Linked DNA regions of Mus musculus: all the other regions are linked to region 2. A link is a contact called in public HiChIP or PLAC-seq and promoter capture Hi-C data. All regions are on one chromosome and are shown on one strand. Each heading gives the region's core, a stretch centred on a gene start, on an enhancer-like site or on the middle of the called end of the contact. The rest is flanking DNA. Distances are from core to core; before and after follow the strand shown. Region 1 holds the start of Mfsd4b1 (major facilitator superfamily domain containing 4B1). Region 2 holds the start of Tube1 (tubulin, epsilon 1). Region 3 overlaps Rev3l (REV3 like, DNA directed polymerase zeta catalytic subunit). Region 4 holds the start of Mfsd4b4 (major facilitator superfamily domain containing 4B4). Region 5 holds the start of Mfsd4b5 (major facilitator superfamily domain containing 4B5). Region 6 overlaps Mfsd4b5 (major facilitator superfamily domain containing 4B5). Region 7 overlaps Slc16a10 (solute carrier family 16 (monocarboxylic acid transporters), member 10).

Region 1 (3,299 bases), core at 225-2,724, 890 kb before region 2:
TGGGGCTGGGCCAGAGGGAGTGAATCAGCTTAGTCCGTTCAACTCCTGCAGTGCAGTTGAGTTCAGCAGAGTTCATTCATGAGTTCCGTTCCATTTGTGCAGTGCATGCAGGCCAGCAGAGCCAGAAAATAAGGAGCCAGAAGATTAGAACAAATTGCCAAATTGTTAGAGGCCAAGCAGAGCGAATCAGTGGGAAGCTGAGAGAAGCCAGATTGAATCAGTCAGCTTGGAGAGGAGTTTGAGCCAGAAGAGCTGAGTTGAACCAGCCAGCCAGAGTTCAGAAAGAACTGGAAAGGGTGAGTTTATGCAGCAGCAAATCTAAAGCATTCTAGATTAGATTGTATCTAGGCTAAAAGTTTCCAGGCCTAGGGCTAGGGATACATAGAACAGAGAACGGAAATCCGTGGGCTCAGCCCAAGCTGTGTATTCGCACAGCTGTGTATGGCTCTCTTTTCATCCCATCCCATCATGAGGAAATAAATGTTTCTTTTACAGGCCAGTAACATTTTGTCTTTTTGTCGTATTTTTTATTTTCCTGATTTTCTCAGTGACCTGAGTGGTCAGCATGTTCTGGTATGTCAATATCTACTAGATTAAATGACATCACAGATTACAAACTTTTAGCCTTTTTAAAATGCCATTAAACATAATGACTTGTTCTGTAATTAAAATTAAAATTTATCAGATAATAAGCAACCTTTAACAGAAGTCAGGTTTTCTCCAAGTGGATAATTTACAGGAACATGGTTGATTTTGTTTGTTTGTTTTAAACAAAACAAAACATTCTTCCAGCTTTCTTCTTGACCATCTTATGAAAGAATGTTTTTCTCGGTATAAGTGATCAGTAATACAGAGATCAAGGAGGTTTTCAGGTGGAAAGAGCATTTTTCAGATAGATGATAAAGTTACATTGTTGTGTAACTTGAGTATAGCAAACGGAACAAATCCCGACAGCTGTACAGCCTTTCTCAGGCATTGCCAGGCTCTAATCATTTGTGGAAATTTGAACTGCCGTGCTTTTGAAACCACAAATTTGAACCCACACATGTGTCTTGAGCTATTTGGCCGTTGACTAGGCCCGTGATTGCTGACTGATCTTGGGGAACTGTATGTTCTCTCTGTGCTTGGATTCTCTCTGGACACCCGGGCTAAGGTGAGAAAGGAGCGTGGGGAGGATTGATGTGGCTCCAGGAGCCTATTCCGGAGCTTCAGCAGGTATCACTAGCCTGAAAGTTGAATAAAAGACCTGGAAAGCTCAGGTGTGGACGGAGGGTAGGGGTGGGGCGTGTAAAGACGACCTCCCAGCTAGCACTGGCGTGTTCCCTCAAGAGTTAGCAGCACACTTTATAGAAGCAGTAGCTAGGCTGCAGTAGCAGCTCTAACACGCGCTGAGCTCCGTTTCCTAGGCAACCACCATGACTTCCGGTTTGACTCCAGGTTGGCTAGTGGCCTGACTCTGTCACGGGAACCGCCACGATTCTGCAAGATGGAGAGTGAACATAACTCGGTGGCCAGCTGGGGCCAGGGTCGAAGTCCAGCCGCCGGAGGTCTTGAGTCAGGACGGTCCCTGGGGACAGTGCTATCAGGAGGGACCTCGGAGACTGGAGGAGCCTGAGTGCCGAGCCCCAGAGGGTGCACCGGCCCCCAGTAGCTCTCCGCAGCCGCCAAGCTGGAGCTGGACGTGAAGACCGGGAGCGTCGGGCCGGTGGCTGCGGCACAGAGGCTCCACCAGGCGGAGACCCGGGCGGAGAGCGAGCAGGCCACGGTGGCTTCCCGGCGGAGTGGCCGGACCAGGAGCGTGCTGCGCTGGTTCTCCACCGCGGTCATGTATGCCGCCTTCCTGGGGCTGGTGAGAGCCGAGGCTGCACCCCTCCCAGGCTGGGGCGCGAGCCTCCTGCAGGGGACCTGCCCTTCCCAGCTGGACTCTCACATTCGCTGCCTGCATGTTGTGTGACCTTGATCGCTGGGGCTTCAGTTTCATCCGCTTAACACATAGGCACTATTCTAATCACCGAGGGTCACTGTCAAGAGCGCGGGTGATTTTTGCCTAACATGATTTCCCCCTACAATCTATCTTTGTAGGGCTCCTCTTAGTACTAGGGAGACAAAAAAAGAGAATGCCAGGATCTGTAGCCACTGTCCCCTACACCTTAATTATTATACAGAGAAATACTTGGCTGGGGTGGGGGCTCTCTTTCTAGTGGCTTGATTAAATTACACCAACTGCTTGATTTTTACAGATTTTACAGATATAATGGCAAGAGCAAAATGACTTTTTCTTGTTCATACAAATGTTTAAGCGGTTGAGTCAAGCGCAGCCCTTACTCTGGTACAGCCCTCTTCAAACTAACTTCCATTGTATAAGTGATTTTCATGGAGCAAAGTACAAGGCTGTATGCGCTTTTTACAGATCCTGGAGCTACCCCCAATTCAGTGTTTGTGGCAAAGCTCCCCATTCCCTATCACTTCATGGTTGTAGGCCAACAGGGTCGAGAGGGTGAGTCCCCAGAGGAGAATAGCTTACTCTCTTCTAGACTCTGAGCCACACTCATTTCTTAGATTGTACTAATGGGACGGGATAAAGAAATCCCTGCAGATGCTTACTGAGCGCTCGCTCCCTGGGCTGGGTTTTGAGTCTTTGGAAGACGTGAAGTGTTTTCACTCTTCGTGTGTGAGCTACTTATTGCGAACCTGCGCTCACTCTGGTTCGTACCAATGCTGTCTAGGTAAGGTGCACAATTAACTTTGGAGCACAATGGTACAATTAGAATCGGTAGTTCTTGAAATGTAAGTCAATTAGAAGCTTTAGTTAAGGGATTTCTTCTAAGTTCCAATTTATTAGCCTGTAGGTCTTGTTACTCCTATTAAAAAGAAAAAGCTGGAAAAGTTCATTTTTGCTTCTTCTTTATACAAAGTGATGTTGCAGGAACATCTGAGTCAGGACTTAAAGACAGAACAAGAAAGTCAAGTTCAGAAGGAGCAGATTTTGATAGTAGGTCAGTTATCACTGTTGCCCATTTCTGGGCAGTGGCAGCCTAGTGGGCTGAGTGCCTGTCTGCTCAGTCCCTTTCTCCTGAACTTTGTCTTAGTTTGTAGTTTGTTGACGTTAAGGTCAGTTACAGTGTCCTACCCAAGAGTCTCTTTCTATTTGGTCCATTTGTGGAATTGAAAATGTCAATGGCAGGTTATTTTTCATAGTTCTTTAAGCTTTCCTCATGTTTTGTTACATAAGTTTCTATGGGTACAGAAAAACATTCATGACTCTTGAGGTAATACAGTATACCCGGAGTCAGTTACGA
Region 2 (3,280 bases), core at 247-2,746:
TTATAGAGAACTTTGAAAACGGATAAACTTAATGATTTAACATTAAAAGACCCAGGCATATCTCAAATGTCAAAAGGATTCTAACATCTGTATCTTACACTAAACGAAAAGTAACACACATTGTGAGCAGTTTCCACCTCTTTCATTTCTGCATACTCTGAGGGCAAGTAATATGCAAAATAATCTTTCAAAACCTGGCCCCCGCTAGACTCATACCATAGTGGGCAGGCACCCTCAGTGAAAACGTCAGGTTTTCAAAGTTACTGGGAGTCCCTTTAAAGGTTCTTTTTGGCTTCTTACGGAAGTCTATCAAGGAAGCGCGCTGTTCTGCAGAATGGTATGAAAATGGGCTATGAGAATACGCTTTGATCAGAACAGCAGACACCGTCCTAGCTGGCAACTGTTTCCTTATCCTCTAAGATTCTGCTGACAGGGAAAGGAGGCGTCCTACCAAGCGGAGACAGACTCACCCACTTACCTGGTATCCACATTCCTGAAGAAGCTGCTTATAGCGTCGTCATAAATTCCTTTCTAGAAACAAAACAAACTATAGCATTTACGTTTATTTTCTCTAAAACCCTTTTAGCTGTAGCAACTCTACAACGCTGAAGGGGCTCTAAGAAAAAGAAACCTAGGTCGACTCTTCCAATTACATCTAAAGGTAAAATGCCAAGAGAACCCCTGACTAAGTTTAACAGTGATGAAAAAAGCACACCCTGTAGGATTATACAGCTGGTACTCCAAGTGGGAATTTCTTGGGATTCTTGGTCGTTTGATGTATTTACCTACTTTATAGTGCTTTCATCTATAGCATCTACTGTCTTTCAAAACAACAACAACAACAACAACAACAGGAGGAGGAGGAGGAGGAGGAGGAGGAGGAGGAGGAGGAGGAGGAGGAGGAGGAGACTGCTAAAGATCAGGGAAACTTAAGACCAAACTCCTGACAAGTGCCTTCTGCCTGTGACTTACAGCAACACGTTTAAAAAGAAACTAGCCACGACCGGTATGAGAAGATCCTATGCAATTTATGGTACTGATTAAAAAGCCCAAGTAATCTGGGCATGATAGTGGTAGTCCTGGGGATGCAGAGACAGATGGATCGCTGCAAATTCCAGAACATGATCTACACAGCAAGTCCCAGGTCAGCCAGGGCCCCGTAGCAGGATCCAAAGCACCCCTCCCCAAACCTCATGTGAACTCTGGCAGGCCCGGGTGACAGGCAGGAGGGGCGGGTACCTGGTTGACCGCTGCGTGCTCCCTCAGCGCCAGGTCCCAGAAGCAGCAGCCGATCTGGTTCCCGCACTGTCCGACTGCAGCCAGTAGCGAGGAAGAGAGAGAGGTGCATTAGGAAGGCAACCAGGTGACTGGCTCCGCAGCGACCCGGTCCCCGCGGACGGGGGTAGCTCACCCTGTACGACCACCGACTGGGTCATTCCGCCGGGAGGACCAGCAGGAGCACTCCCGCCCAAACTCCCGCCTTAGCTTTCGAGCTCAACGACGCCCTACGAGGGGCGGCCTTAAGTCACGTCGCTGCCGCAAGTAGCCAATGTCGTAATGCCCTTGTTTCTTTACGGCCAGGACTTCTGCGCAAGCACATTTGCGGCTAGCCGTTACCATAGCGACTGGGCCTCCGGCAGGTAAATCCTAGCTGCCCTGTCAACATCCTTGAGCATCTGCAGCTCCGGAGGCCCTGGTAACTGACGGGTAACTAGGTTTCAGAGAGGCATTTAAGATAAGGGACTTTAACTTTGATCACGGGCTTTGAGAGGCTCACAGCCTAAACAGCCAGGACAGTGGGTCCGATTTCTCAGGATGATGCCCGCTAGTGTCGTTATCTAACAGAAAACGAATGTGGAGGAACACAGAGACACCCCAGACAAATAGGCTTATCTGGGAACAAGGGAAGCTAGGTACACTCCGACCAAATACCACAGCTAAGTTCAGAGGCCAAAGCGATGCACTCTTCAAACTTAAGATTTCTGGATAATTCAAAACATCTACACAAATCCAACTTCCAACAGCCGGCAATGCCATTGAAGATACACTCGATGCACTCAAAAGATATGACCTAAAATATTACATGGCGCTGACAAGGAGAGCCATAATATTCAATGAACAAGGGTCTAGGAAAAGAAAAGATGGGTTAAAAGTTAAGGCGTTTGATTTGATGTATGAACAATGTAGACGAGATTTTTTAAAGGCAGGGGTGGGGCACGAAGTTCGAAAGGGGAAAAAAAGGTTATTTTTCAGAAATTGAATTTTTACTGGGCAAATTAAATGAGGCTTTAATTAAGAACTAAATTAAGAATTTAGGCTGGAGAGATGGCCCAGTCAGTAAAATGCTTGTCTCTGAAGCACGGGGACATAAATGCAGACCCCAGCACTTAACAAAAATCTGGGAGCCTGTAACTCTAGGCTTGGAAGGCTGGAGAAGGGAGATCCACAGAGTCTAGCTGAAACTGTGAGTGTCAGATTCAGGGCTCAATAGGAGACAATGTCTTACAAAGTAAGATGAAGGATAACTAAGGAAAACACTTCATGTTTCACATCTTGTTTCCATAAGTGTGCACACACACAAATCCCCTCACTAACTTTAATGCTTTAATGAAGTTAATATTTTCCACAGAAATTCTGAGAAACTACAAAACCTTTAATCTTCATTTAGCAAAAGTTAAATTATACTTGCTATTAATTTGTCATGATATGTAATATGATATATAACATGATAAGAGCCACAATAATTGATTGATTGGTTAGAATACCTTATTCAGCCGCCAGGATACAGCTTAGTTTGTTATTACACAGTTTTGAAAGATGTGAATTTTGACGTTGTAGTGGGGTGTATGTATTGCAGAGGCCTTTCCATGTTTCTCTTTGGGTGTCTTACATCTCTTGTAACTAAGGGGGCAGATTTTAGCCAGGAAAAATTAGAAATTGCTGGATTTACTCTTACCCGCTTCTTGGTAAGCATGCAATCTGTGATAAAGGTAGTCAGACACTTTGGGTCTTAATATTGAAGTCCCCAAATCTGGGGTTTCCAAAGTTTGCCAAACATGGACAAATATGTGGGCTGTGATGTTATTAGGTCGAATCTATAGATTCTGGTGCTAACGCCCGTGGTGTTCTGGCCTTTGCAGAGCTCTGCCCATGCTGTAGTTCCTGTCATTCTCCAGAAGCCACGCAACAGCAAGGAGTTGTAAGAAAGTCCTTATGAGTTTCACCGATAACTTCAGTCTGCAGTGAATCAGATGTGTCTGCTTCACAGCCAGGTAAGGTG
Region 3 (3,177 bases), core at 89-2,588, 660 kb before region 2:
AATTCCCACTAATACTTAAAATTTTCATTTCATTTTTTCTAGAAATATGTATTTTATTTCAAGTTAAAAGTTTAAACCACAGTCTTAAAGTAAAATGAATTTTTCTCAATGAAAAAAAACAATTCATGGATTAAATGGGAAAAAATTAAAACCACCTAAGAAAAGCATTAGAGAAATTCATCCTAGGCCTGGCAGTGCTTGCCTATACTCTGAGCACTCGGCAAGGCAAAGCAGGAAGGAGGCCTGTGGTCTGCCTAGGCTTCCAACAAGATCCCATCTTAGATTACCAAGATGGAGCCAGCCCTTCCAAAGGTAACTAAAAGCCAACAGGTTTTTTTTTTCCAAATTTTTTTATTTAAAACAATTTTTAACTTATTTTTTGTGCACAAGTGTTTCCTTTCAGATATTTTTGTCTACTAAGTGTACTTGCATGGAGGTCAGAGGACATCCCATGGTGCTGGAGCTACTGATGGGTATGAACCATCATGTGGGTGGCTTGGAATCAAACCTGGGTCTGCTGCAAGAGCGACACATGCTTTTAACTGCCGAGACATCTTTCTAGCCCCCCAAAATGGTTCTTATACGTGGCTACTTGGCACTAATTAAACATGTTCTAACCTTAGTTCCTACTTGCATTCTTTTTAGATGTAGGTATTAAACAGAAAACGAAAAACTGTAACTGGTCTTGACAAATGAAGACATTTTAAAAAGACACTTGTGAGTCTCACACTACTGAGTCTCAGACTACTAAAACAAAGAATTACCAAAGTGAGGAGGGAGTCCCCTAGAAATTTCATGCTGGGGGAAGAAAAAGGCACCAACTGTATAGGAAACTTGTCTCTAGAAAAGAATTCACACAGTTCTAACAACGTGTCTGACTAATTTAAAGGATGAAACTCAGGCCTAGTCAATGAGGTCAATGGTGGGCTGTGTCACACCTTGAGTAAAACTGTTTAAATGTGTATATATTCACTTTCTAAAGTTTACTCTTACTTCAGGATGTTGAAAATAAACTGGTATGTAAGAGGAGAGGGTTTCCTAGCTAGATGTCTTGGTCCCTCATCTCAATTGTGGCAACATTGGATAAATCTTTTTCTGCTTTCCAATATTAAAAAAAAATACAGAAATAACTTCATATACACCACTAAAAATTCCCCAAAGAAATATCAACCATAAGTCCACCACTAGAGACAGTGTTACCATGGAAATGCTAGTTCCTTCATAATAGGGAACATAAGCAACATCAACAATGCACATCAAAAAAAGTCCTATGCCAAGAACTGAGAGGCAGAGGTGTCTCCGGAAGGCCTCTGTGAGTAGTCTAAGCAGGAAGTTAAACAAACCACAGGTTCAACTCTCTGAAGAGAGGGAAGAGTGTTTCACATTAACATAGTAGGGTACAGTAAAGGTTATAAGAAAGCAGTATATTCAGGAAGGGAAGCCATAGATACTGTATGTAGTCTAGTGTCAAAACTGAAAGAAATGCCTGAAGTCAGATTATAGACAACCTACTTAAAATGTGAAGTCAGGTTACAGTCATCCTACTTAAATATGAAGCAGTATATAATTTGCTGGAGAAGTAAATAGCAGGCAAACAAAACAATCATATCAGGAGGCTACAGTGGAAAACCTAGATTGATAGTTATAAGACAAACATCTGCCAAAGAGTCAGGAGAACTGTAAGGGTGACATGGTCACATCTGAGGAACTGACTGGAGATGGATGGTAAGCTAGGGAAGAATTGAGATTAAGCCAAATGGTGGTCATGTGTTTATTGAAAATGTAATGAATGAAAGAAAAGTAGTTTTGGTTTGGTTGTCATTTTGGTTTCAGAAAAATTAAAAACAGCTCTAAACGTCCTTAGTTTTAGTATAGTGGGACATTCTAGCGGAGGTCCCACTGAAAATGAACAGGAACAATCATAATGTTTTAACACTGAAGGCATAGCTAACATACTTTTGAGGTCTATATACTGAATAGGTTATATATTACAAACGCTTAACCTCAAGCAGAACTTACTACAAGTCCATGCTAACATTTTATAAATGAAGTGATGAATCTTCAAGAGAATTTAAATGGTATTAAAGATCACACAAAAAGGGCTGGAGAGATGGAATGGCTCAGTACTTAAGAGGGCATATTAGTCTTGCAAAGGACCCAGGTTGGTTCCTAGCACACACGCTGGGTGGCTCCAGCTTCACAGGACCAAATGACACTGGCCTCTGCAGGCGCCTATACTCACATTCACAGCCCACAATGTATTTTTTAAACTCACACAAACAAAAATGAAAAGGCTATAAAGCTGACATCACATCTTCTCTGTGAGTCCTCAGTCTTAAGCACACTGAGAGTCTATTTACCCTGTTAGTGGTTTCATGTATTGACTGGGAACTCAAGAGGAAAACTGAGACATTCATACTAACTTAAAGGTCACATTCATAAAAATGAATAAATAATATAAATATAAAAGGGAGAAGATGAAGACATAAAGGCAGTCCCTAAGAAACAATCACCAATATGAAAGAAAAAACAGCAACAATACGCAGCGGCACCAAGATGAATGATCATGCAAGTATGAGGATAATCAAAGGAGGTGTCAAAGTCTCAGAAACCAGCATATGCAGTCATTTGAAGGTTTCCTAAGTAGTACCACAAGCTCAAAAAGGAAAGACATAAAATGAATTTAGCGACAGTTAGTGAACAGAAAATTCAGTGGATTAGTTTGGGTAGAAACCATATGAAGTAAAGAATGGATGGGAGGTAAGACATTTGATATGGAGAGAGAAATCTTTCATGAAGAATTGATATGTGAGAGATGGGTGTGTTTATATGTATAAATGTCTGTATATGAGTATTCCAAGTAAAATTATGAGTATTGACATTAAAATGGCATGAAGAAGGCAAGTGGAGCCAACTGAAAGATGTAAAGCCATCACTGACAAGGAGCAGCAAATCAGTGTGGCGGTGGTCCAGACATCAGAATCAAACATAGGAAAGCATGGCAGAAAGGAGGAGGAAGGCTCTTGCCTAAGGTCACCTAACTAATAAGCCACGTTGAACTTAGACAATTTGCTCTTAAAAGGAAGTTTTGTGTTGCATTTATTTATTGTTATATGTGTCCATAGGGCCAGAGGGCAATTTGAAGGAGCACTGCTTACAGGATGTGTATCCTGGGGA
Region 4 (3,039 bases), core at 480-2,979, 770 kb before region 2:
CTATCCCCTCCCCCCTCCCCCTGCTCACCAACCCACCCACTCCTGCTTCCTGGCCCTGGCATTCCCCTATACTGGGGCATAGAACCTTCACGGGAAAAAGAGCCTCTCCTCCCTGACTAGGCCATCTGCCCTTAAAATTTTTGTGTTCTAAAGGTCCCACTAAAAATTTCAAAACACACACTTTGAGGCCAATCAGAAAACATCTGAAATAGTCTAAGCAAGAAATGAAGACAAGCAGAGTAGGAATGGAGAGGAGTTGGACGCCAATTTAAGAAACCTTTCCGAGACAAACAGGGAAGAAGTTAATGATCGTATGATTGAAGATAGAAAGTTGGTTTATGGGTAACAAGACCAAGTTTTGTAGTAGCTTGGGAGTCTAAGTAAGAAGGGATATCAGAGACAGAAGTGTAAGTGGAAAAGAACTTCAGATAAAAAATAGAATGTGATAACATTTGAGGCTATGGTCCCTGTGGTCAAATCTGTAGTCACATAAGAACACGGTTTTCCTTTTTCAGCTAGCATAGCTATTTGGCAAAGACAGACTGATGTCCAAGTCCATTCAACAATGGAATTGCCTGCAGGTTAAAATAAGTGTGGGCATGTGGGACCCGATTTAGAGCGTTTCTCCCAGGAAGGTAAAGCCCCTGGACGTTCCCCAAGCTTGTTTTCCCTGATCTCTAAAAATACAGCCAGAAAGAAGCTCTTTGTTCTCTATAGCCAGCAAAAAGCCTTTGTTTCTATACTTTACAACCAGAGATGCCTGCCTTCCTGTGCTGAGGACACGGAGATAAAAATTCAGAAAGAACTCACTCCCCACTCCTGCCTTATAAATTTCACCAAGGATACCCAGAAGAGAAGAACTCTCCTCCCAACTCCTCCCAACTCCTCCCCAATTCCTCAGCTAGCTGTTAAAAGCCCCCTACTGTTACCACTAAGGGTCAAACTCCCCTGCCCTGCACGGAGGAGGGACATCGGGACATCGTCCTCAGCTAGCTGATAATAAAACCTCTTGCAGTTTGCATCAGGTGTGGTTTTCTCTCGAGTCACTGAGGTGCTGGCCAGCTCATCCCAGGACTTGAGCGGAGGCCCAGCTTCGGGGGTCTTACAGGCAAGTGCATGCAACTCGTTTTGTCCCAGATTCTTTCTTTAGCTATTGTTTCACCATTCAGTAAAGGCCAGCGGGTTGTTGTCTGGCCTTTAGAAGCTGCTACTCTAACCTAATATTCCTATTTATAGATGGGACTGCGGTGGGATTCTGAGTGTTGTGTAAACTAACTGAGATACTTCACGTGTGAGTTTACACGTAAGGATCCATAACTATCTGTTCAGTGAGAAGCTGACGTTCAACATTCTTGTACGTCTAAGGAGCAAGGGCAACAGTTTGTAAATCATGTAGAGACAAGACCTTCGGGTTTCCAGGTGACCCAGGAGGCTGCGGAAGTTGCCATCTTGCAGTTCCAGGCCGGGTTTCTTCCAACGTTTTGCAACTTTGGATCGTCTTGTGCATGGGTTGCAGCTTGTACATCTTTGGCCTACATTCCCCAGGCCGGGGAAACTCACCTAATTGAGACTTCTCACCTGGGCCAGGCTGTCCGATCCCCAAGGCAACCACATCAACTTCCGGTTTGAGGAAGTCTCCTGATTGGCCGGCGGCTTTATTTCCGGCCTGTGATCCATGCAGGCGCTCTGCTACCGTGAGGGACACCGCGCCTGCGCGGCGGGGAGGCTCCGCTCCCAGGTCACGCTCGCGCGGGCAGGTCCTGGCGTTGTTGGCTCCCGGGCCGGGCGGGGCCGGGCACCTCCCTGCACACCGGAGGCCTGGTGCACGGAGCACGGCAGGTGGAGCCGCCACACTGGAGTTGGAGCTGGAGTTCGGAGGGGCGGGAGGGCAGCGGCTCCTCCCAGCCGGCCCGGGCGCAGAGAATGAGTCAGAAGCGGTGGCCTCCGTGCGGAAAGGCCGTGCCCAAAGCGTGCTGCGCTGGTTCACCACCGTGGTGCTTTGTGCCGCCTTCCTGGGGCTGGTGAGAGCTGGGCCCAAACCCTCCAGGCCACGGCTGGAGCAAGCGTCCTGCAGGGAACGTGGTCTCAGTGCCCTGCATCGTGCGTGACCCCTGGTGTATATCGGTTAATCCTCCTGAGTCTCAGTTCTGTCATCTGGAAAAACGGGCAAAATTAATACGTTTCCAGCACGAGCAAGCTAAGTTTCCTCCGGAAAACGGGGAGATACAAGATGGGGAGCCTGCTCCCCTTCACCCACTCACTGAAGCTCTAAATTGATCCCAGAAAAGCAGCTTTGAGGGGGCCTGACCAAATCCAACCAACTGCTTTATTTCGCAGATGGAAAAAAGGGCCCAGAGAAGAAAGTGGCTTTTCTGGTTAAATGATAGTATCAAGGACATGTTGCTTACCCTGTACACGGCCCTATTTAAATCAAGCCTTTAGATACTTAAATGATTTTCTTCACTCAAGTGCAAGAACTAAAAACGCCATAAAGACAGTGTTCCCCAGTGTAGCACCTGCTGCTGACCCGAAATGTCCTTTTGTGGACCAGATGGCTGTAACTCATTGTGTAGATCAGGATGGTCTCAAATTTCAGAGATCCTCCTGCCCCTGCCTCCTGAGTGCTGGGATGAAAGCTATAAACCACTGACCTAAAGTGATAACTTTTGACTCGAGTGCTATGAGAGCTAAACCTTTGACGGAGTCCCTTCTGGTCCCTCAATTGGAGCTTCAGTTTCTTAAAATTATTTTGATGGGAAAGTAGGGAAGAAAGAAAGCGTTGCAGGTACTGGAGCCCCTCGTGTGTAACAGGTATTGCAAGTGATTGCAGGAAGATCTGAATGAACATGCTGTGGCCCTGTGTGCTCCTGGTCTTTGTTCTTGGTTGCTGGTGCTTGGGGCAGGGAAACCACACGTGGGTTGGAGCAGAACAGTGCAGCACAATCAGGTTTTGTTGTTTGTTTATTACGTACAGGGCGCTGGCTGGCCCAGGACTTCATGCTAGGCTTTCACCCAGCTGTGTCCCCAGCCCACAATCCA
Region 5 (3,310 bases), core at 377-2,876, 850 kb before region 2:
AACATCAGCACCAGGAGGTTGATGAAGGAGAGGATTGTTATGAGTTTGGCACCAGCCTGGGCTACAGAGTAAATTCCAGGACAACCTGTGCTACAAAATGAGACCCCCTTTCCTTCCTTCTTTTCCTTCCCTTTCCTTCCTTCCTTCCTTCCTTCCTTCCTTCCTTCCTTCCTTCCTCCCTTCCTTCTTTCCTTCCTTCCTTCCTTCTTTTCCTTCCCTCCCTCCCTTCCTTCCTTCTTTTCCTTCCCTTCCTTCCTTCCTTCCTTCCTTCCTTCCTTCCTTTCCTAGGTTCCTTCCTTCTTTCTTTCTTTCCCTGTTCTTTCTTTCTTTTTAAGATCTTGGGTGTTGCTGGAGCAGTGACTCAGCAGATAAGAACAGCAACTGCAGGTCTAAAGGACCCTGGTTCAAATCCCAGCAACTGCTTGATGGCTCACAGCCATCTGAACTGTCACTAGCTGGGCAGTGGTGGCACACACTTTTAATCCCAGCACTTGGGAGGCAGAGGCAGGCAGATTTCTGAGTTTGAGGCCAGACTGGTTTACAGAGTGAGTTCCAGGACAGCCAAGGCTACACAGAGAAACCCTGCCTTGAAATGTAACCGCCATCCCCCCCCCAAAAAAAAAAAATCTCTGGTGTTTTCTTTCCTTTTTTAAAAAAGATCTGTCTTGGTTTCCCTACCCCCAGGTGATGTACCTCAGCAAAGACTCACATTTATGGCCCTTTCCCATTCCTCACAGCCCTTCCAGTACCTGGAAGTATCTGCAGGAATTGGGGTTAGTGTGTGTATCTGAGAGTGAGCCAATGAGTTAAGTATTTTTCAGTCCTAGATACAGAACCCAGGCCCCTGAGTATGTCGGGCAAGCACTCAAGCTCTGAGCTACAGCCCCAGCCCAGCTTTTGTTCATGAGCTATTATTACATGGTCCATAGCAGAGATCTGCTGGCCATTCTTGGGCGAGTTGTTATGTACTCTGTAAGCCATAATCCTCTTGGCTGCACAGGGCTAAAGTGGATTGTGTGTCAGGAGGGTTGAGATGCTCCGTGTGAAGGCTGACCCACAAGGTTCAACCCGTATTGGTATTGGTAGCATGAATGTGGTCAATGGCAGCTTTAGAAGCTCAGTTGTTGATGGACAGGACTGGGAGTTTGGGAAGTCGTGCAAGGTGGGTCCTGACTTAACCTGAAGGGGAGACTCCCCCTTGCAGAAAAGAGTGTTGGAATCCCTCGGAGCTAGAGTTACCGGTAGGTTGCAAACTGCCCAGTGTGGGTACTGGAAACCAAAGTCAAGACCCCTGAAAATTCTGAGCCATTCTCCAGCCCCAGAGCCTCTTGGCTGGGTTGTTCTGAGGCTGTGCTTTCTGCTTTTTCTCCCTCAGGGTACCAGTGCGTCCATCTGTGTGCGCTTACGTGGGAGAGATACTGAACGTGCTTCCAGGAAAGCATCCGGTCTTCCAGGCAACCACATTCCCTTCCCCCAAGAAGCTGGGTCCCTGATTGCTGAGAAAGACCTATTTCTGCCAAACGGTCTTCTTAGGGGCTGTGCAAGATGGGTGCGGGTGTCGGCACCACGTGTACAGTCCAAAGTGTAACTTCCCAAGGTCCTGACTGAGGACTGTCCGTGGGGGAGGAGGCACTGGGAGAAGTCTTCTGGTCAGACAGAACAGGGGCTCAGAGCTCCAGGGACCCTGCTAAAAAGCCAGACCGCACCAAAAACCCTTTGTTTGGAGCCTCCAAGCTGGAGTCGGAAATGGGGTCCCGTGGGTCCGGGCCCACGTCTGTTGAGCAGCACCTCCTCCAGGTTGAGACCCAAGGGAAGAACGGGCTCCAGGCTGTGGGAAGAACACTGCGCTGGTTCACCACTGTGGTTCTGAACGCTGCTTTCCTGGGGATGGTGAGAGCTGAGGCTGTAACCGCCTGCACTTTGTATGGCCTTTGTGCAACATTATTGAACTGCCCTGGGCCGTGGGAGAATGGCTACAATTTTAATCAAACCTGAAATTGATGACCCTAATATTTTCCAACTGCAGCAAACCTTACTTGGTTTCTGTATGAGGGAGAGAGAGGACTGTGCTGGTGTGTACCAATGGCCCTCCCTGTCCCAGGTGGTTAGACAGAAACGGGCTTTCCTAAGAGTTCTTCCTTGGGTCCTGACCAGATCCAGCTAGCAGCATAATTTCACTCCAAGTAGGAAGTGACTTTTCCTAGGTTGCAGAGTTGGTTAGGTTGATAAAATCAGGACGATGTCTCTCTATGATAATCCTTCTTAAATTGAGCCTTCGGGTCCTTAAATGTTTTTCCTGGAGCAGAGTGCAAAGCAAGAAGTGACTTTTACTGACCGCTTAGACTTCTTTTCAGTCCACTGTTTGTGATGGCCTGCCTTGGTCCTTTGGTAATTGTGACCTTGGAGAAATGAAAGTGAGTTGTCTGTGGAGTGATTGCAGGTAACTAAGGATCTCAGAGAGGGAATCAGAGGTGGCTACTGAAATGAGCACAAACGGCACTTTCTGTGAAGACAGCCATGGTCAGTTTGGTCCAGTTATAGAATTCATAATGAACAATAACAGATTGGTTATGAAATTCTTTATACCTTCAAAGGATGAGCGCATAGAGACATCTGTGACTCAAGGTAACCCAATAAAAACAGGAGACAGACGTTATGACAGTTATCAGGTAGAGAGGACTAAGAAACCAGAGCACACTCTTTTATAACAAGTTTCTGCGGAGAGCCACCCAGATCAAAATCAAACAAGCCAACACTCACATAATAAGGAGATCAACAGGCTTAGGGTGCAAGTCTTCATGGCCTTTGTCTAGACCAGTGGCTCTCAACCTTCCCAATGCTGCGACCCTGTAATACAGTTCCACATGTTAAGGTGAACTCCCACCCCCAACCATAAAATTACTCTTGTTGTTACTTCACAGCTGTAATGTTGCTACTGTTATGCATTGTAATGTAAATATCTGAGATGCATGTGACCCCTGTGAAAGGGTTATGACCCATAGATTGAGAACTGCTAGTCTAGGGTATAATAGCAATTAAGACCATTAGTTGCCTGTAAAATTGCCTAACTTAAAGAGTTACTTATTTTTGCAGTTAGCCTGGCAACATAAGCTAGGGGAACCTGGAGAGCCACTAACCACAAGTATTTGAAAGCTTTGTCATAGCTGGGCTTGCCCTCTGCCACCCCTGATGCTCGCAGACTACCTGATTGCTGCTGCTATGAACACACAGTGTGCTCTCCCCAAGACATTCCCTTACTCAGTGTTAGTGTTGAGGGAAACCAGAATCAGCAGTCATGTGTATAGGAATG
Region 6 (2,995 bases), core at 256-2,755, 830 kb before region 2:
AAAATTATGATACTCCTTATAATAAGTGTTGGTTCAACATTGCAGCAAGGCTAATCAACAGTTCCCTGCATCTTCATATATAAAATGTTGAATCTCATGATTTGATCCAAGAAAACATCACTATTTACTGTATTAAGATTATGAAGACACCTAGTTCAACATTATTTTTCTATTATCTTTGGCATGTGTCTGTTGTACATAACACTGGGTTTCATCAGAGCTGGGAGCTGGAGACTACACAGTGTCTTTTCAGGCCCTTGAACTACTCTACAGCTTGGGTTTGTGCTTTATTATTTCCGGGTTTGATTCTTACTGGTTTTGAGTCGTAGCTATGCCATAAGCATTGCAAACGTTTGACGATTTTACTTTTATTTTTTCCTATGTCTTTGTGTGCATGCATATGTGTCTGCATGTTCTCATGTGTGCAGATGCCTAGGGAGGCCAGAGGTTGACATTGAGAGTTTACCTTGATTGTTCTTCACTAAGGCAAACTGCCTGAATTGACAAGATCTCTGACACTCCTGTCTGGCTAGCCACTGTGTCTTAGAGACCCTTGTCTCTGCTCCCTGAGGGTCCCTGCCATTACAGAAGGACAGCTACAACTATCTGGGATTTAGGCAGTGTCTGGAGATCTAGACTCTGGTCCTCACACTTGAAAGATAAGTATTCTAAGCACTGAGCCATCTCCCCAGCAGCACCGTGTTAATCTGCAGTTCTCATCATCTGAGGCTCCTCTTCCCTGAGTTTAGAGCCCCTGGGAATGTGAGGAGTGGGTGTGGCCGCAGCCCTATGATGGCGCCCAGGACTGCTGCCAAGTCTTATGACTGGCACCTGACTTCCTCATATCCCTCAAGATAGCCACGTACCTTGAGCTGCATTGCGCAGATGCACCACAACGTAAGATCGGATGATGTGACAAAAGTAGTCCTGAGCCAATGAACGGTGCCTACGTGGACTGGGGTGATGGGGAGAGGACTAGAGGGTATAAAGGGGGATGGCGGAGAGTGGTGGGGCATTCTTCTTCCTGCACATTGTTAAGTTCCTGAATAAACTGCCTTGAGAAGGACATCGGTTTTGTCGCTTCTTTTCTGCTGGTCGGAGACGGTAGCGACATGGGAAACCAAGCTAAAGATGAGAAGGTAGTTTGATTGCTTGGGAGTCAAGGATGAGAGGATTTATTCGATGTGAGTGTGGTAACACTGGTGTGGGCCAACCTCAGATGAGTGGCTGGGTTGTTTCTTCAGTTGGTTCTCAGCCATTTTGAGTGGTAATTACACCATAAGCACACTAAACCGACAAAGGTTCCCAAGGTTTATGTTGTCCGACATTGTGTTTCTCTATTGCAGTGTGCTTGGATACTATCATCTCATGTCTGTAAATAGGAAATGTTGATGAGAATTGATTTCGTTTGTTGTAAGTGATGTTCAGCTCTTTTCAGTGCTCAGGACCAAGGCCAGAGCCTTACACAGGCAAGGCCAATGTTCTATCCTTTAGCTACATTCCAGACCCAGGACAGCTCCCTTCACAGCAACTGCTGTTAGCTCCCTTCACACCTGCTGCTACATATTGTACATAACACTGGGTTTCATAAGAACTGGTAAGCTGGAGTTCAGAGGTTCAGTTCATTATCATCATGGCAGGAAACATGGTGGCATCCAGGCAGTGATCCACATGCATCCAGTCAGAAGTCAGCAGAAAGAAAGCGTGACACTGGGCTTGGCTTGAGCTTCTGAAGCCTCATAGCCACACCCAGTGACACACTTCCTCCAAAAAGGCCACACCTCCCAATAGTGCCACTAACTATTGGCCTTCTCATTCAAATCACCCTACCCCCTAATCCTTCCCAAACAGTTCCACCACCTGGGGAACAAGAATGGCTCTATGGGGCCACCATCACTCAAACCACCACAGGCCTAGACAGTAACAGTTTGTGGTCACTTTGAAACTTGTTAAATGTGGATTCTGCCTTCAGCATCTACTTTAAGAGCTCGGGAGATGGAGCTCAGAGAGAGAAAAGTGGTGCTAAGAACATGGAATAAACTAGGAATCCACACTAAAAAAATCTACTTGGATCCCACAAACCAAAGTGTGAACTGTTTTCTATTACTATAACAAGTACTTGGGATGACCAGTTTATAAACAGAAAAAGGTTATTTAGGATCATAATTTTGGAGAATCTGGTTCATGATTGCTTGACTCCACAGATTTGGGGCTTGTGGTAAGGGTACAAAATGAAATAAAATCACGAATTTTACACCCAGGATACAGGAGGGGGATGAGACGGGCCAGACTCCCTAATTACTTTAAGAGATGAATGCACTGTGGCCTAAAGGTTTGCCAGCAGTTTCCAAGCTGCATTTCACATACTCAGTGGAAAACCATCAAAAGCTTTGCATGTTTGCCATGTTCCCAAAGGTCCCTACAAGTCTTCCGATGTGGACAAGAACAAAATCGCTCTGTGAAGCAATTGTTATTTTCAGGTGAGAATCAGTTACATGACATTGCTTTTCACCTTGGTGTGCAGACTTTTTCCCCAAGCTGTGATATGACAAGTGCTCAGTGACAAGAAACAGGACAATGTGACATTCTGCTTCTGCTACATCCAGGATGCATAAGCACAAAGAGAAGGGACTTAAGGTATAGAGTTTCAAACCCAGGGGGAAAACTGTTGACATGCCTATTTTGACATATCAAAGTGAACTTGGCCTCTGAGGGTTTCACAGCATCCCTCAATCCCTAGCTATTACAAGGTATGGCTGGCACACCCAGCCCTCTACCCTGAACTTTCCAGCCCAGGGCCTGACTGCCCTTCCCACAGAGGCTCTTTCCCATATAATCCAGACATTTTGGTTACCATCTCCCTCTTCTGTTCCTTTGGCCTCTTGGCTGCTGCACCTGGTTCCCCTCTCTTCCTCTCCTTTCTTCTCTCCCCTCATGGTCCAGCTCAGTCTGGCCATGTTCACTCTGGACTCTCCCAGATGCCCTCGCCCCTGAC
Region 7 (2,957 bases), core at 222-2,721, 930 kb before region 2:
TAAATAATACTTTAATAACTAACTATTTATGAATCTTTTGCCATTCAAGGGGAAATAGAGCTAATTGGAAGGGTTTATATGATAATCTGGCGTATTGATACCATTGCCAGGAACGTTTTAAAAGGTAACGTTACTGTTGCCCTGAATCCTAGGGACTTGGTAGTGAGCTGATCTCATCCTTTCCGAGGTTAGCGTGAAGTCTGTCTTAACTTGCAGATGCCAAGCTCAGCTGGCTTCTCTTGCCTTTGTTCACTCTGAACTATTTTTCCAAGTTTGTGTGAATGTGCTATTGACGAAAGGTCCTATAACCACACCAGTTGGTTATTTAGCCAGGAGAAGACTTTATCACCAGGTAGTAAGAGTAAACTAAAAGATCACATTCCTCTCCTCTCCTCTGTCTTAGTCAATGTGAGCTGTGGAAATGTGAGATCCCTCAACAAGCCGGCTCACCACCACGTCCCTAGCTATGAAGTCTCTGTAGCTGTTTGTGTTCTCTGACTGCCCCTCCTTATACCCTGGCTGTCCTCTGTGGCTGAGCCCAGTGCCATCTTGACAGTCACAGATGAACACTGAATTCACAACTCAATGTGCTCCTGTGCACTAGCTAGGACCTAGGAATCCTAGAGTGTGAATATGATGCTCTGAGAAGAAGAAACTTTACAGAATCGAAATCAGAGCTGAGTGGGCTCAGTGACACTCTAGAGATAATAGGCTAAACAACGCCTTTTGTCATCCACAAAGAATTAGAAATTGTGGTGGTGGTGGTATTTTCCCCCTGAGACTGCCTGCATAAAGGTCCATATTCTACTGCTTGAGCTCCGAGAGCGACCATACCAGCAGCCTACAGTGTTTGGTAACTTTCAAAATACCTGGCATAAACAGTGACAGAGTAACCACTATCAACTTACTTAAAAAACCTAAAGTCTTCTTTAAAATTCTAAAATCCAAGATCATTTGAATCCAAGGCTATCATTTTCCTGCAGTGCTGGAGATGGACCCTCAGGCAGCTGAGTGCTAAGTAGTCGAGCTACCACCATTCAAATACATTTAAAGGCTATTTACCAGGCATCTAAAAATCCAAAGTGGGTTTGGTTAATTACTCAACCAGAAATTCTAAATCTTACTGAATCTTGATATTATCTAAGTGATGCTGTCAAAGAAATATATTTGCAAATATAAGTATATATAGTCTTTTTACTCAGAGGAAATTACTGTTTTTAAGGGGGGTAGATGCTTTTAGAAAAATGTTTACTTAGAAAATGTTTTCAAAATTGGACTTTAAAAAAAAAAACCTCTTTTCCACCCATTAAGTAATCTATTAAGTAATCCATTAAGTGATCTTTATTCCAGAAAGCTTTTTTTTTTCCAGTTGTTTTTCGTGTCTTAATGGTGCTGTGCCATTATCAATACCATGGAAACCCATTTAAATGAAATGGAAAGACTGGTTGTTTAAAAAAACAAACATAATCAGCAGTGATGCCTCCTGCAGTCCCCGCAGGGCAGGCCGAAGGTCAGCTTCCATCTGAGTCAGCTGCTGAGGAAGCAGGAGCTACTCAGAATCTGAAAACAACCCTGGGCAACCTAAAGATGTTAGTCCTTAAGGTGGCAGCAAGCAGGGACGGGCTTCCTTCTCAGCACATCTGTGAGTTGATCTCAAAGCACAGTTGGTCCGAGGGAATGCACCAAAATGACATTTTGTGGCTTATCAGATCCTTGGCTCTCCTACTCTGTCCATAAAGTTGTAGTTGAGTGTTTTGGTATAAAAGGCTTCATTTTATCAGAATACGTTTCTGCAGCTAGCTGCGGCCCACCTTTGTAACCACCTCCCATGGCTAGGGAAGCCAGTATGTAGTTCTCTTGCCAAACTTCCTTCTAATTTACTTCTAAATTTCCCTTTTTAAAAACCAAAAACAAAGATAGAGAAAACAAAATTGTAAAAAGAAGCACTAAGCCCGTTCCATTCAGATTTCCAACGATCCAGCTTTGAAGCCAGAGGGTAGCTTAAAGTTTGGCTTTGTGACTAATTCTGAGATTAACTATTAACGACTCTTAGCAGGGTTTCTACTCCCTTTCAAAGGTACAGTTTAGTTTTGTTTTGTCTTTTAAAGGAGCCAGGCTCTTTTCTTTGATTTTGCCTGTTAAAGAAAGACTGCCGGCTATGCTCCTGAACTCTGGAGGCAGAAGAATTTGAGAATGCGGATGGCTTGGACCGTGCAGTAGAACTGTGCTTCCTCCTCAAGCCACATTCAGTTAAAAAGAAAATATATTTAAACTGCATGCTCTTCTAGAATTATAGGATAGCTTTTTAACACTTTTAGACAGAGATACACATAGTTTTTTTTTTAACTTTTAAATTTATTTATCTGTTAGGTTCACTTATTTTCTGTGTCTGAATGTTTTTCTTGCATGTATGTCTATGTACCACTTGTATACCTGGTGCCTGAGAGGTCAGAAGAGGGCATCAAAAAAATCCCCTGGGACTGAAGTTACTGATGGTTGTGAGCCACTATATGGGTGCTAGGGACTGAACCCAAGTCCTCTTAACCCCTGAGCCATATCTACAGCCCCTTATTCTAGGTTTTTAATACAAGGACTAAACACATAGCTTGCTTGAAACTAAGTAGACAAAGCTGGCCTTGAAGTTGTGGCAATTCTCCTGCTTCTGTCTCTCCCAAGTACTGAGATACAGGTGTGTGCCACCATGCCCAGAAAGATGAGTGTATTTTTAGAAATTATTCTCAACCTCATGCAAACAAGAAGCAGGAGGCTCACGCTGCTTGCTGATCTCTGCTGTGTTGGCCTGAGAAATGCACTCCCCGTTAGGAAGCAGGGAGTTAAAGTCCCTTTGAATTCCAGAGTCACCCAAACATTTCAAAGCACTCATTAGCCAGTTTTAGCTGAGCCATGTAAACTTGAGATACAGGTTTTCTTTCCCCACAAAGAATTTACTGTAGAAT

Evidence for each region. Promoter capture Hi-C pulls out the DNA fragments that hold promoters and counts their contacts. HiChIP or PLAC-seq counts read pairs in DNA pulled down with a chosen protein or histone mark.
Region 1: a contact with region 2 is called in a promoter capture Hi-C map of cranial neural crest. The contact joins the promoter of Mfsd4b1 here to the promoter of Tube1 in region 2. A contact is called at or near these places in 5 of 39 promoter capture datasets (the C10 cell line, HPC-7-derived erythroid cells, cranial neural crest and 2 more) and 1 of 115 datasets of contacts at active chromatin or transcription factors (forebrain).
Region 3: an H3K27ac HiChIP or PLAC-seq map of double positive thymocytes shows a contact between it and region 2, with 2.8 times the contacts expected there. The contact joins the enhancer-like site here to the promoter of Tube1 in region 2. A contact is called at or near these places in 15 of 39 promoter capture datasets (the 3T3-L1 cell line, 3T3-L1-derived adipocytes, the C10 cell line and 10 more), 3 of 115 datasets of contacts at active chromatin or transcription factors (bone marrow-derived macrophages, double positive thymocytes and large pre-B cells) and 4 of 9 other capture datasets (adipose tissue, liver, macrophages and 1 more).
Region 4: a contact with region 2 is called in an H3K4me3 HiChIP or PLAC-seq map of bone marrow-derived macrophages, with 5 times the contacts expected there. The contact joins the promoter of Mfsd4b4 here to the promoter of Tube1 in region 2. A contact is called at or near these places in 8 of 39 promoter capture datasets (the 3T3-L1 cell line, the HPC-7 cell line, embryonic stem cells and 5 more), 4 of 115 datasets of contacts at active chromatin or transcription factors (astrocytes, bone marrow-derived macrophages, forebrain and 1 more) and 3 of 9 other capture datasets (adipose tissue, liver and macrophages).
Region 5: a contact with region 2 is called in a promoter capture Hi-C map of pre-B cells, with 8 times the contacts expected there. The contact joins the promoter of Mfsd4b5 here to the promoter of Tube1 in region 2. A contact is called at or near these places in 9 of 39 promoter capture datasets (the 3T3-L1 cell line, the C10 cell line, cranial neural crest and 5 more), 3 of 115 datasets of contacts at active chromatin or transcription factors (bone marrow-derived macrophages, double positive thymocytes and stem cell-derived neural progenitor cells) and 1 of 9 other capture datasets (liver).
Region 6: a contact with region 2 is called in an H3K4me3 HiChIP or PLAC-seq map of embryonic limb bud, with 3 times the contacts expected there. The contact joins the enhancer-like site here to the promoter of Tube1 in region 2. A contact is called at or near these places in 6 of 39 promoter capture datasets (cranial neural crest, embryonic stem cells, frontonasal cranial neural crest and 3 more), 5 of 484 Hi-C or Micro-C datasets (cortical neurons, myocytes and uterus), 10 of 115 datasets of contacts at active chromatin or transcription factors (astrocytes, bone marrow-derived macrophages, cardiomyocytes and 7 more) and 2 of 9 other capture datasets (adipose tissue and liver).
Region 7: a contact with region 2 is called in a FOXA1 HiChIP or PLAC-seq map of pancreatic cancer cells. The contact joins the enhancer-like site here to the promoter of Tube1 in region 2. A contact is called at or near these places in 3 of 39 promoter capture datasets (the C10 cell line, hippocampal neurons and pre-B cells), 2 of 484 Hi-C or Micro-C datasets (both in cortical neurons), 1 of 115 datasets of contacts at active chromatin or transcription factors (pancreatic cancer cells) and 2 of 9 other capture datasets (adipose tissue and liver).

What each region holds. Positions count from the first base shown.
Region 1 is chr10:40,023,443-40,026,741 of GRCm38.p6, reverse strand. It overlaps Mfsd4b1 (major facilitator superfamily domain containing 4B1), which reads left to right and starts at 1,474. Exons shown (of 4, transcript NM_144821.4): 1 at 1,474-1,849. The coding sequence starts at 1,826.
Region 2 is chr10:39,132,239-39,135,518 of GRCm38.p6, reverse strand. Tube1 (tubulin, epsilon 1) reads right to left here and starts at 1,496. Exons shown (of 12, transcript NM_028006.2): 1 at 1,412-1,496; 2 at 1,240-1,313; 3 at 479-531. The coding sequence starts at 1,436. It overlaps Fam229b (family with sequence similarity 229, member B), which reads left to right and starts at 1,613. Exons shown (of 5, transcript NM_183254.2): 1 at 1,613-1,696; 2 at 3,141-3,272.
Region 3 is chr10:39,791,607-39,794,783 of GRCm38.p6, reverse strand. The region is part of intron 3 of Rev3l (REV3 like, DNA directed polymerase zeta catalytic subunit); the gene reads right to left. Among named protein-coding and RNA genes, the nearest start is that of Rev3l, 61 kb to the right of the region's middle. Within about 2 kb of position 1,338, at least 33 of the 459 cell types and tissues checked have an H3K27ac peak or open chromatin away from gene starts, as enhancers often do. A contact at or near this core is called in double positive thymocytes, where this site is marked.
Region 4 is chr10:39,897,896-39,900,934 of GRCm38.p6, reverse strand. Mfsd4b4 (major facilitator superfamily domain containing 4B4) reads left to right here and starts at 1,729. Exons shown (of 5, transcript NM_001384225.1): 1 at 1,729-2,021.
Region 5 is chr10:39,984,962-39,988,271 of GRCm38.p6, reverse strand. It overlaps Mfsd4b5 (major facilitator superfamily domain containing 4B5), which reads left to right and starts at 1,626. Exons shown (of 4, transcript NM_001113385.1): 1 at 1,626-1,890. The coding sequence starts at 1,747.
Region 6 is chr10:39,966,226-39,969,220 of GRCm38.p6, reverse strand. It overlaps Mfsd4b5 (major facilitator superfamily domain containing 4B5), which reads left to right. Exons shown (of 4, transcript NM_001113385.1): 4 at 1-1,068. Among named protein-coding and RNA genes, the nearest start is that of Mfsd4b5, 19 kb to the left of the region's middle. Within about 2 kb of position 1,505, at least 14 of the 459 cell types and tissues checked have an H3K27ac peak or open chromatin away from gene starts, as enhancers often do. A contact at or near this core is called in embryonic limb bud, where this site is marked.
Region 7 is chr10:40,062,110-40,065,066 of GRCm38.p6, reverse strand. All of the region lies in intron 3 of Slc16a10 (solute carrier family 16 (monocarboxylic acid transporters), member 10), which reads left to right. Among named protein-coding and RNA genes, the nearest start is that of Mfsd4b1, 38 kb to the right of the region's middle. Within about 2 kb of position 1,471, at least 24 of the 459 cell types and tissues checked have an H3K27ac peak or open chromatin away from gene starts, as enhancers often do. A contact at or near this core is called in liver and pancreatic cancer cells, where this site is marked.